2 separate regions of the Sus scrofa genome follow, and region 2 is linked to region 1. The links are chromatin contacts, called in public HiChIP or PLAC-seq maps. All regions are on one chromosome and are shown on one strand. Each heading gives the region's core, a stretch centred on a gene start, on an enhancer-like site or on the middle of the called end of the contact. The rest is flanking DNA. Distances are from core to core; before and after follow the strand shown.

The links. HiChIP or PLAC-seq counts read pairs in DNA pulled down with a chosen protein or histone mark.
Region 2: an H3K27ac HiChIP or PLAC-seq map of alveolar macrophages shows a contact between it and region 1. The contact joins two enhancer-like sites. A contact is called at or near these places in 15 of 47 Hi-C or Micro-C datasets (alveolar macrophages, embryonic fibroblasts, epiblast stem cells and 8 more) and 2 of 2 datasets of contacts at active chromatin or transcription factors (alveolar macrophages and skeletal muscle).

What each region holds. Positions count from the first base shown.
Region 1 is chr5:46,884,623-46,888,205 of Sscrofa11.1, forward strand. No RefSeq gene overlaps it. Among named protein-coding and RNA genes, the nearest start is that of ITPR2, 50 kb to the right of the region's middle. Within about 2 kb of position 1,704, at least 16 of the 83 cell types and tissues checked have an H3K27ac peak or open chromatin away from gene starts, as enhancers often do. A contact at or near this core is called in alveolar macrophages and retroperitoneal adipose tissue, where this site is marked.
Region 2 is chr5:47,699,704-47,703,286 of Sscrofa11.1, forward strand. LOC106509230 (a long non-coding RNA gene) reads left to right here. Exons shown (of 3, transcript XR_002344069.1): 1 at 1-2,581. Among named protein-coding and RNA genes, the nearest start is that of BHLHE41, 14 kb to the left of the region's middle. Within about 2 kb of position 1,733, at least 11 of the 83 cell types and tissues checked have an H3K27ac peak or open chromatin away from gene starts, as enhancers often do. A contact at or near this core is called in alveolar macrophages and retroperitoneal adipose tissue, where this site is marked.

The sequences.
Region 1 (3,583 bases), core at 454-2,953:
CCTTATTTCCATTTTCATTGATGCCCCTGTAAGAGACATCAGAGGTTTCTCAGCAACCCTGTCCCTCTTTGAGTCATAATGACCTTGATTTTTGGGAAAATTTCCCTCGCCTACCTCAACTTGTTGCTGAAATTTGGCCTCTGTCCACCAGTGCCAAATAGAAAGGCAGAGACAGAGTTTGGGGTGAAGGAGAACATGATAGCTTTTATCTCTTTGCCAGGCAAAGGCGGCCACAGCAGGCTAACGCCTTAAAGACTGTGTCGGAGTTCCCGTCATGGCACAGTGGTTAACAAATCCGACTAGGAACCATGAGGTTGCGGGTTCGATCCCTGGCCTTACTCAGTGGGTTAACGATCCGGCGTTGCCGTGAGCTGTGCGGTAGGTCGCAGACGCGGCTTGGATCCTGCATTGCTGTGGCTCTGGCGTAGGCCGGTGGCAACAGCTCCGATTAGACCCCTAGTCTGGGAACTCCATGTGCCGCGAGAGCGGCCCAATAAATGGCAAAAAAGACAAAAAAAAAAAAAAAAGAAGAAGAAGACTCTGCCCTCCACTGCTCCACTGGAAAGATTTGTGGGAAGTTTTATAGTAAAAAGGAGAAAAACAGGCTTTCAGATAAGAATTAGGATTGGGGCAAACATGCATTCTTCTTTCTTTGGGTAAATCTTGGTCATCAAAGCTGGCATCAGATCTCCACATGTTCTTGGTGGTGGTCTTCTGGGTCACTGACTAGAATAACAGGACTTGTGAAAAGGGTGTATTGATCAGAGATTAGAACAAAGTAGGAAAGTTCCTGAAAAACATCATGTAAACCCACAGGCAATTGTGCTCATGGTGCCTAATCTTTAGCTTACAGGTGATCGTGTTTAGGGTGCAATTAAGACCAGGAGAAGGACAAGGAAGGACTCTAAGCTGTTCAGTGTTAAAGTATTTACTTTTAATATAAGCATAAGGAATATCACTTCTCTCTTAGGTGTATAAGATGCCGACATCATTCTGTGTGCCCCTTGAGAGGGAACCAGGATCCTGCCCAAAGACTGTACTATGGTTTTTTGACCGTTGTCTCTGCATCCCCTTCCTTCCCTGATCAGCAATTGTCTGAATCTGCCCCTTGGAACTTAGGGAAGGCCATGGAGGCTGAATGAGGTCTATTTCCTAAAAGTAAGAAATGGGGTTGGGGGGAGTTCCCGTCGTGGTGCAGTGGAAACGAATCCGACCAGGAACCATGAGGTTGTGGGTTTGATCCCTGGCCTTGCTCAGTGGGTTAAGGATCCGGCGTTGCCGTGAGCTGTGGTGTAGGTGGAAGACACGGCTCAGATTCCAGGTTGCTGTGGCTGTGGTGTAGGCCGGCAGCTACAGCTCCGATTTGACCCCTAGCCTGGGAACCTCCATATGCCGTGGGTATGGCTCTAAAAAGACCAAAAAAAAAAAAAAAAAAAAAAAAAAAGAAAAGAAAAGAAAGAAAGAAAGAAATGGGGGGCATAGAAAGGTTTTTGTGCCCAGGAACCCCATGGGGCCCTGCTCTGTTACAAACTGATGTAGCTCCCAACCAGTCACCCATCTTCTGGGCCAAAGACGTGAGCAAATGACTCTGGCCTGGTCAGTCATAATCCTCAGTTCCTCCTGCAGTGGGGAAAATCCAGGTTTGGGGAAGAGACCCGGGCTCAGCTTACCAGATCCTTTTACTGTCTTCCGGGTTTTTACATGGACATGCTGGGACATAAACTCCCTTTCCTCTAGAGCTGCTGTGTTAACCTGCCACTCCCTATCTCTACTCCTTCAGATCTCCACTCCACCCCAATCTTCTTGCAGAACCCCAAGACTAGCCTTTTCTGGTTTCTAGAACTTGTTACAGAACAGCCCAGACAGGTACAGCCACTCAGGGTACTAGTTACAATGAATTCCTTTTCAGCTCTCAACGGACTGAGGGCTCGAGCCTTTCTTCTGCACCGTGAGCACGAGGTTAGGCTTGGCCAGTAGAGGGCACCAGAGAGACGCTGCAGGGAGACGGAAAAGCTGGTTTCCCTGCGAGGTTTTTGGTCTGGCTGCCTGCTGCTGGAAGGAAGGCTCAGCAAGGTTGTGTGTGGAAGCAGACATCAGGTGTCCTCTGCAACAGCCACACACTGTCCCTTGGTGACCTTGCAGCCCGGCCCAGGCCCAGCTGACCACTAACCGTGATCCTACTGCCTGGACACTGGTGTGTTCCAGAGCCTCTCTGTGTATCCACCCACCAGCCAAGGCACATCTATATCCTGGAAGGTTGTTTCCTCCTGGACCAGCTCTGGCTTAAGCAACCCAGAAAAATTCCTTGCCATCCTGTGGGTGGCAATGGTCCTTTTCCCTAAGGAGGTCTAAACCCTCTTCCGAGTTTTCTCTCTCTTAGGCACTCTTAAGCAGTTGTAGGTACAATTTAGAGTCCTTTTTTAAAAGTTACTCTTCTGTCCTAGCTAATAATTCTTTACATAAAACCTTCCCTGCTCAAAGTACTTTGTTTCCTGATTGTCCAGATTTATTCACCCCCTTTTTTTTTTTTTTTTTGGCCATGCCTGGGGCATGTGGAAGTTCTCACCAGGGATGGAACATGAGCAAAAGCAGTGACTCAAGCCACAGCAGCGACGACACCAGATCCTTAACCCACTAAGCTACCTTATTCTTGACATTAGTCTTAGTTTCTGTGATTAGCTTGGTTCACTTCTTAGCTCTATGTTGTTAGTGTTTTATTATTACTGTTCCCCTTTGAGGTCTATGTATAATGGGAGAAACAATCACTGTCTTACCTGTTATTGTGCATATGGAAAAGTCTGTTAATTATGAAGTGATATATTTTTCTTTTTTTCTTTTTATGGCCAAACCTGTGGCATGTGGAAGTTCCTGGGCCAGGGGTTAAATCTGAGCCTGCACCTCAGCCACAGCAATGCCAGATCCAGCAGCTGCATCTGTGAACTCCACTGCACTCTGCGGCAATGCTGGATCCTTAACCCACTGAGGGAGGCCAGAGATCGAACCCACATCTTCATTGATACTAGTTGGGTTCTTAACCTGCTGAACCTCAGCAGGAACCCCTAAAGTGATATTTTAGGTTTGTTGTTTTTATTATCCAGCAGCTCCTCTCTCTTATTTTCTTTAGCCTCGCCCTCTTTTTGAATGTTTCCAGGAGGTTGGTTCTTGACTTTTGCCTTCTCTCCATACCTCGGCTTCTCATGTCCACAGCTTTGTCTTGATCTCTTGCTGGAACGCTAAGCTCACCATGACTATCATCGTTTTTTTTCTCCATTGTCTAGATGCTGGAAGAGAATGTCCTGAATTTTTAATTTGACAGTCAAGACTTCATTCATTCAACATTCATGAGGGCCTGCAATGTGCAAAGCCCTGTGGTGGGTGGCGGGCATACAGAAGTGAACAAGATACACAAAGCTCCTATGTTTATGGAGTTTACTATTCACAGTTTGGCTCTAATCTATCCTTCCAGACTCCTCTCCCTGGTCTAGGGGAAAGTAAACATTTCCTGGTCATTTTCCTGCCTCGGAACCAATGAGCAACTCTGAAATGATCTTCATCCTCCTCTCTGTCTCTCCAAACCCTATGC
Region 2 (3,583 bases), core at 483-2,982, 820 kb after region 1:
GCTCTTATTATGGACCAGACATGGGGGATACAACAAGTGACCCATACAGACTAATTCATCAGCCGTCGTGGTGCTCAAAACTTCAATAAAGCCTCACAAGTTCTCAGATATTTGCCAACTAGTTATTAATTATGACAACAGCAATCATATCCCTCTGCCCTAAATTTTTTTTTTTTTTCAGTTGGTGCTTATGAAGATGTCAGAAAAAAGGCATCTGTTCCCATCCCTTCCTGTCTTCCTCTCTCCCTTCCCTCACTTCTCTGGAGCCATACTAGCCTCCCTGCTGCTCTTCCAACCAGACAAGCTTGATCCTTTCCCAGAATATTTGCACTTGTTTATCCATCTGCTTGTGACATGCAGCCCCCAGATGGGGGATAGCTGATTCCAGTCACACCCCACCTTTTTTTTAGATCTCTGCTCAAATGCCACTTCTTCAGAGAGGCCCTCCCTGAGCAACCCGAAGGCAATATATAAAATGCCACCCATCCATCATTCTTTATTTTCGCTCTGTTTTTTTTTCCTGTAGCAAGTATCACCCTTAACATCTTCTGTGTATACTGATGTATATGAATACACAGACATACAAATAATTTGTTTACTGCTTATCTCTCTTGTTAGGAGGAACAGGGACTTTGTTTTGCTCATTGCTGTTTGTCTAATGCCAAGAATGGTAACTTGCAATAAATAAATATTTATATATTTGCCTTTTAAAAATAAACAGGTATTGATCCCCAATAAATATTTGCTGAATGAATGAATGAACATTCCTGGCAAGCATTTCAGCTTGATTACCTTACCAAAGACAACAGAACACGGCCTCTCAGAGCATCCCCTTCCATGTTTTAACTTCCTCAACACTGGGTAAGCACCTGCTGTTTTCCAGGCACTGTGTAACACAGAGATATCAACAAGGGGTAAGAAGTCAAAGGCAGTTAACATCTGGTACCTGCAAATGGAAAAAGATTCAGAATGATTTGGAAGCTGATTGAATTTTATTGTTGCAATTAAATCATAGATATGGTATTTAAGCATTAATAGAATTCCCATAACAATAGAGTTAATATCAATTTCACCTTAGTCCAAATGATTACAGATTATGTTAAAAGAAATTGTTCACTTAACTGAAATAACTTCTTTGAGAATTAAAATTAGTCTGATAATTTCCCCATCCCCTGAGATAGTAAGAAAAAGCTGCAGTAACCCTGTAGAAGAAGTAAGTTTCCAAAAAGATTGCATCTCAGCTTTCAGATGGCAACTGAACCTGGGTGGAAATGTGTGGGACCCTCTGAATTCAACCCATGATGGAATACACATCGCATCTCACAAGGGTTGGAAAGTCCCAGGTGCTTCTGCACTTCACTGGCTCTCCAGATGTGATAACCCTTATACCTTGGTCAGTGAACTTCTTCAAGGCAAAAGCCTATATCTATTTATCAGTGTATGCTCAGCACCTAGCACAATGCCTGGCACACAGTAAGCACTCAATAAACAACTGTTGAAATCCAAGCTCTGTTCTCCGTTCCCACAATCATTGTTCCAGTTCCAAGCTTTATCATCTCTCACCTGGATTATTGCAAGAACCTGCTCAATGGCCTTTGTCCAGACTTTCTTTCCCCATACACTGGCCACTCTGCTGGCTCAGTTAGCTTTTTAAACACCAATAGTGCACTAAAGAATAGTCGGGGACAACCCATCACATGAAGGCATGAAAGCTTAAGCTTCCCTCCTAGTTTCACTTCCTTTTACCCTTCTCCTATTGCCCTCAGCCAGATGATGGGTGTCGACAGACTGCCCTAATTGCACTGAACTACATGTTCACTCCTTTGCTTTATGTTCTTAGCCCTTTCTTTAAATCTCCACTTGGCTGTTTCAAACCTCACTCCACAAACGTGTGTGCAAGAAATGATGTCCTTATTTCTCTCATTTAGTCTAACTTCAAGCCACCTCCCCAAGGGCTGATGGGAAATGACTTCAGTCGTGGGCTGTCCCACGTCCACCCTCCTCAGGATTTCGCAAGAACCTGGGGTGCCAGAATAACAGGGAAAGGAGCTCTTCGTACTCAGATTGTCAATGGTCAGTGTCTGAGCCTGTCACTTTCTGGGTAGGAGTCTTTACTGAAGGAGAAGAAAAGAAAATGGAAAAATGCAATGAGAACAGACATCAGTAGTGTCTCAGTAAACTACCCGGTCACGCTTGGGCTCTTCACATTGTGTTGTAATTAACTGGGTGTGTCTCCCACACCTGGGCACCCACAACACTGCTGCTACTCAAATTGGCACCACCTCCAGCATTGCTTGGCCCTCACTTCTGTGACTGTTTACTTGGTGTTATTCTTTCTGCGGTTTCTTCTCCCAGACCTCTCTCCCACTTACTTTAAGACCTCTGCTTATCTCCTCCATTTCAGGAAAACCCCTACTTCATCAGGAGAATTCAAAACATTGGGCATCACCTCCCTAACTCTCAGCCCTTCCTACCTGCCTCCTCCCACACCCTGGCTTCCCTTCCCACTGTTGCCGAGGGAAAAGTGGCCCTCCATTCGTGCCACTGATAATCGATGGAAATCCACCGTCCTGTCTGCGCAGTGAGTCTGGATCTCTGTTGAGGAGTCCTGTTCATCATTCATTGTATTCCTGGAGTCCAGTACCCTGCCAGGGATAGGAAAGACACCCAATAAACACTTATAGAATAAATGCTTTTTTAGATCTGAGGGCTATACCACAGTTCCTAAAAAATTGTCTAGAGACATAAGACAACTGTTGATATGTGATGCTTTGTGGGTTATTGACACAGAGAGTTTCCCCCTGACTCTGAGTGTGGGCTAAATTTGGAGGAGATAATCCAGGAGGGAATGTAGCTGGCAGCCTATGGAGTTCCTCCTGGGTCAGGTCGGTGCCATCCAGCTGTGAGTTTGCTGTTTTAATACCTCCTATTTGTCTTCTCTGATTACTGCTGGTGAGGCTGGCCTCTGGCACTTGCTGAGGGGAGCAATGGGGAAGCCTCCACGTCCAAGGTGTCACGTTGCTCTCTGCCCCCTCGGGTTCCACCTGAGGACACTGCTCCTGCATTAGCAGACTGTCCCTTGGGGAAAGACAGTAAACACCAAGCTTTCTTACTCCTTGTATGTTTTGAGATGTTTTTCTATTCTCCTTAACTCATAAACTTTGAAAAAAATTTTTTGGTATTTTAAAGTCGCTGTAAATTAGCTAATCAAATTTATCTTTAATCCTACTCTCATATTCTATTTTCTGTCTTCCTTATTATCATGTTCACCTTCAACCTGTTCTTATTTGCGTTTCATCTGTTTAAAATTATTTCATAAATAACGTCATTCTTATTTTTATTTTGACAAGCTATTTTAACCTGCTGGTTTCCTTTTACATTTTATTTTCTTGTCCTCATCTTTATTCAGCTTATTTAATAGTCCATGTTGTCGTTCTGCCTTATGAGTCTTTATAATTCTGGTTGAAAATTTTCCCTGACTCTTCCTTTAAGATTTCCTTATTTCCCAATTTTCAGCTTTTAATTGGTTTTAAGTCTTTCACAATCTTTTGGCATCACATTTTAGTCTTTATTCTCTTTTCCC